Linked DNA regions of Capsicum annuum: region 1 is linked to region 2. The links are chromatin contacts, called in public Hi-C maps. All regions are on one chromosome and are shown on one strand. The core of a region is the stretch at or near the end of the contact, and the rest is flanking DNA. Distances in the headings are between cores, read along the strand shown.

Region 1 (2,796 bases), core at 211-2,710, 370 kb before region 2:
TTGGTGGAGCAGATGATCGGCGGAGAACTTGCTCTACGAGCAATCGTAACAAATGCTGAGCTTTTGGTTTTCACTTCCACAGAACTGCCCCTGCTATACTGGAGTGAGTTTCTATTTGATCCTTCGTTTCACTGTCTACATGTCCTTTCTATTTTGGCTTTCTCCAAAGATGATATGCTTGCTAAGCGTGAGACCATGTTTTTGTGCTTCTTAAAGAGTTCAAACTGATGACGTAGTTAACTTCAAGGGGAAAAATTGGAAGAAAATAGAGAATTTTCGTTGTCTATTGATAGGAGATTTGGTAATAAGAAGTTGAGGATTGATGGTCAGTGGATATATTGGAGCTCCAGAAGGTTTGATTACCAAACAATGTTTAGGCAGAGACACAGTGCCTTCCTGTGGCTTTGAACGGGGACTTCAAATGTTCCATTTTTCGAGCCAAAGCACAGCACAGAGTGAGCTATGCTCATATTGGATCAAGCCAATTTCTTTAGGAAGTTGCTTCTTATTATATTTAATCAGAAAATCCACAAATTAAACCAGCGTCTTCCATGCTTATAAAAGATGAAGGTTTATACCTTGCCATTTTGCCAATGGGTTAATGCTTTTTGAAAACTCTTAAATTTGGCATTTTTAGGAAGCTTGGACCCACTTGTAATATAATATAATAAATAAAATTCTAACTCTTACCTTCATAAGCCTGCCAACTCGTATGAGACAATATAAACTTGAATTAATGGTGTATCAGATTAAATATAGGTATGGCTTCTTGGTTTGCTTTATCTGAGGTTCATTGTTAATCAGCTTGAGAAAGTCAATCGACAGGATTTCAGGGTAAATATTACCTCTGGGGTGTTTTCAAAGCCAGGCGGGATTCCAGTGGGAGTATTACGATGTCAAATGGGAGTAGCAAACCTGCGACGTGTCTAACTCCTGGGAATGAATTGAGCGGAGATGTCGCGAATCGCAAAACATATGGGACACAGTCCTTTAACCTTTGAGCAGCATTGCAAGCCTTGGGTCTGGCGCTTCTTGAAGCGTCGCTACTTGTTGTTTTGACGTTTTCACCTCACTTCTGTGATCTAGTAAGCTCTGTAACTGGTTGTTAATGCATATCCGACGGAGGGATGATAATCTGGTGATTAGGACGAAGAAGCTTTCCTTCTAGAAACATCTGGTTGGGGAATTTTGCCCAGTTGAAGAACCTGATGTCCTGTGAAAGCTACCCCTGATATACCAGAGGCATGGTTGACATGGCCAATATTTGGTAGTTGCTCCTACTTAAATCGTCAAAAGTCATAATCTGTTGCAGTTGTTACTTGTACATGATAGATCGACATTATTAATTAAATGCCGCCATATCAAGGAAGGGAAGCTCACCCATTTTCTTTGTTATTAACCCCTGCCCCTCCCCACCCTCTGGGGCTCGTCTTGTATGTTTTGAATGCAACTGAAGGCACTATGTGCAAGGATGGCAATAGGTGGAAAAGCGGAGGGTCGGCTCGGCTGATGCCTTGCCCCGTTTTACAAATATTGATCCATTCGAGTTGCCCCTCGCTGTCAAACTTTCTTTTTCTTTTTCCTCCATTCTTCAGTTTGCATGTCCTTACTTATTTGGATGAGGATGACACTGGTGTTGGGACGTCGGGCAAAAATGTAAACGCAGCAGAGCCAATAGGATTTATAGTCTGTTTGATCAGGCTTATTTTTTCTCAGAAGTACCTTTTTTTTTTTTTAAAAAGTGATTACTCTAAAAACGTGAGGTATTTGACTAATAGTTTGGTTAAATATATATTTTTTAAAAGTGCTTATTTCTTTTAAAAAGTGATGTTTATTGAGGTGTTTGATCAAAGTTACTTGGAGAAAGTTCGTGCTTCTGGATAGTAGTAGTAGTTTTCCAGCAGCTAAAAAAAGTAGCTTTTCATGAGAAGTAATTTTTTAAAATCACTTTCGAAAAAATATACTTAAAGGCGCTTTCTGAAGTTTGGTCAAATACTAATTACTATTCAAAAGTGTTTTTTTTTTTTTTAAAAATATATTACTCAAATACTAATTATTTTTCATCAAAAGTGATTTTTTGAAAAGTTTCTCAACATGAGTTGATTTTTAGAAGCTTGGTCAAATAAATGACATATAAGCTTTTGAGAAAAAATAAGTGTGTTTAGGAAGTAGCAGATGATATTTTTTAGAAGCTAAGAAATTCCTAAAAATATTTTTTTTGAAAAATACACTTTAGAAAAAGAGAATACACTTTAGAAAAAGAGAAAAGGACATGAGCTGTTCATTTTTTAAAAAATTGGTCCACATTTGAAAAGGTGGACATGGGCTGTTCAGTCGGCTAAATTAATGTATACTTTGGAAGTAATTACATTTATTCCCACTTTTTTTAATTACTTTACTCTCTCTCCCTATTAATTTACATAACTTAGCCAACATATACATAAAATTCTGTGTATATGTTGGGATTTTTATAATATGTTTAGGGAGTTGGGATTTCTTGTAATATTGGAAACATAAGTTGTGTATTTGTGTAATATTTAGTAAGCTAATTCCTTTTTTTAGCCATTTGGTTCAATTGGTCACATACAGTCTCTATACTCAATTGATACACTTTTATACCAAATTGATACATTTTTATACTATATTGATACACTTTTCTAAAAAAAGAAAGGAAAATTCTATGCAAGCACATGCAGTTCCTATATTCAATTGATACTTTTTTATACCACATTAATACAATTTTATACTACATTGATACACTTGCAGTGTCCATATACTCAATTGATACTCTCTTAT
Region 2 (2,700 bases), core at 106-2,605:
TCAGCAACCCCCAAAGTTTCACCATCACAATGCGCTTTCAAGAACTTGCGCAGTCCTTTGCTGGGCTTGCTATCTATCAACAGCGTAGCTGCTGATAGAGCTTCTGAGGTGTTCTCAAACTTAGAGAAAGCTTTTAGCTTCACAACCTGTTTCCGTACCAACCAATCACGTAAATGTAGAATTTACGAAACATAAAGTTGAAACTTTAGGTATGTCGTATCCCCAACATCAACTAAGCATAATTTATTTATTAAAAAAAAAAGATAAAAAAAGACCATGGTTGGAGTGTGTCTAATAAAGTAGCTTGTGTTTACCAAACCAACATAGAGAACAACAAAGCCGTGCTTGGCTTTGTCCAATTTTTAACATGCTATGCCAAAATTTCTCCTTGACGTGTTTTAGAGCCTGTTTGGATTGCCAGCCATTAGTTAGAATTTCTAGCTTTTGGCTTTTGGCTTTTGGCTTACTTTTATCATTTTGGCTTAAAATCAAGTGCTTATAAGCACTTTTTTTATTTTATCCAAACGGCTCTTACTTTCAAAATTTTAACCACAGTATATCATACCGAGCTAACTGCGCCCAATGTCTACACAAACCAATAAATACATAAAATATTTGTTTTATCAAAAGACTCGGATTTTAGAGCTAAACTTGATGAGTAAAAAAACCAGGTTAAAGAAGAAGTACTTTTCTGGCAGAATCAGTTGAGGAGAACTCCTTCCACAAATCCTACAACACAGACAAAAAAGAAAATTCTATAATAAAACAAGAAAACACAAAATAAATAAATAAATAAATAAATAATGAAAATACCTCAACTTTGGAGAGTTTTCCCTCATCCAGAACTTTGAAAAGGGCAAAGCCTGCCGGCGTTTCAAACAATACCAACATCTTCTTTGGCCAAAAAAACAAATGGGAGAAAACGGAAGAAGCTGTAAGAGAGGGTTTAGCTCCTCACTTCCTTCTCTGTATGCCTATGCTATTGAAGGTACTACGGTTTTAGAGAGGTGGCAATGGGTTTTGTTGCAAAAACAGTAACTAGCTCTATTGCTCCCCCGATAATTCCATATTTACACTTCTATCCTGGAATGTTTTACTCTAATATTTGAGGTAAAATAGCAAACTCTATGAAGGTGTCAATATCATATCCAATTGGTTCAACCCATTTAAATTTAGATCGGTTATTGTCCCACCTAGTTTAACCTTTTCTCTTATTTTCACCGTAAAATGTTGATTACAATTAAATAAACGTCATATGTTAATTTTTTCCCTTTATATTTCTTTATTATTAGAATTAGCAGTTATTTGTGTTACATTATAGCGCACAAGAAGAGGCAAAAAAAACTTGAAGAATTTGTCTACTCTTGAACACTTATGTCGGTAAGCATATATCAGCTTCTTTCATTAAATTATATATTATTTTGACTATATAGAAGCGTGAAGGGAAACAAGTGATGGTGGTCATATTTTACGATATCATCTTTATTAATTATTATATATGTATCAGTTAAGTATTAAAAAATTAATAATATTTAATAAAAAATATAAAATAGACATTTATGACATGTCTATTTCAGCTACTTCAATCGTAATTTTACTATTTCATCCCTAATTAATTACTTTAAGTGATTTAAATATTAAAAAAATATATTTAATAAAAAAGATAAAATAAACAAAAAAAATGATAAACAAACTATTAATGTTTTAAATTAACTTGACATTTTATATAAGGCCCGTCTAAATTTTTTTCACAATTATTTTTTATATTAATTTTTTTATATCACTTTTAATAAGTTATTTCCTAATTGATTATTATATGTCATTTACGTATTAAGAAATTAATAATATTTAATAGAAAAATTAAAATAGACATTTATGACATGTCTGCTTCAGCTAGTTCAACCGTAATTTTACTATTTCATCCCTAATTAATTATTAAAAAATAATATTTAATAAAAAATAAAATAAATAAAAATAATAATAAATTAACTATTGATGTTTAAAATTAACTTGACATCTTATATGAGGCCCGCTTAAATTTTTTTGACAACTATTTTTATAGTAATTTTCTTGTATCACTTCTAATAAGTTATTATGAGTCATTTAAGACATGTCTGTTTTGCGACTTCAATCATCATATTTGATTGACTCTCAAAATTATATCAGTGTCACTTAGATTGAAATAGAAGAAAAAGTATTATAAATTTCAATAATTAAAAACTTAAATTATTTTTAAAATATAATAGACTATCAATGCTAAAAAGTTTGGACAAGGAGATTATTATAAATTATAATTGTTAACAACTTAAAATAATAAATTATAATGTCAAAAAACTATTATAAATTACAATAGCTAACAACTTAAAATATCTAAAAGAAATATTTAACATATAATTAGTTATCAAAATTTATTTATATCACATAAACTGAGACTAAAAATAACATATATTTGGCCTGTACTAGTGTAAGACCCCGCAAAATTCCTAGCTTAATTCAGTCCTTTAAGCTTGTTAAGGGTCTCAGACTTAGAAAATTCTAGCTAAGTATTCAGACTTAGTTTATTTTTAGGCCTTCGAAAGTTGACAATCTCATTTCGCGACCTTAAATTCCTTTAAATGTCTATATTTTAGTTAATTCATGATTAGGAAGGTCAATAGGTGTTCTCGGACTAGTTTCGAATTTTTCGAACTTCGTTTGAAG

The links. Hi-C and Micro-C count contacts between places; a contact is called where the count stands out from the background.
Region 1: a Hi-C map of leaf shows a contact between it and region 2, with 3 times the contacts expected there. The contact joins the enhancer-like site here to the promoter of LOC107871315 in region 2. A contact is called at or near these places in 3 of 5 Hi-C or Micro-C datasets (bud, leaf and placenta).

The regions. Positions count from the first base shown.
Region 1 is chr12:159,031,950-159,034,745 of UCD10Xv1.1, reverse strand. It overlaps LOC107871317, which reads left to right. Exons shown (of 6, transcript XM_016718211.2): 5 at 1-103; 6 at 826-1,580. The coding sequence ends at 1,001. Among protein-coding and RNA genes, the nearest start is that of LOC107871317, 15 kb to the left of the region's middle. Within about 2 kb of position 1,460, at least 3 of the 5 cell types and tissues checked have an H3K27ac peak or open chromatin away from gene starts, as enhancers often do. A contact at or near this core is called in leaf, where this site is marked.
Region 2 is chr12:158,659,189-158,661,888 of UCD10Xv1.1, reverse strand. LOC107871315 (probable nucleolar protein 5-2) reads right to left here and starts at 1,355. Exons shown (of 8, transcript XM_016718209.2): 1 at 814-1,355; 2 at 688-729; 3 at 1-146. The coding sequence starts at 891.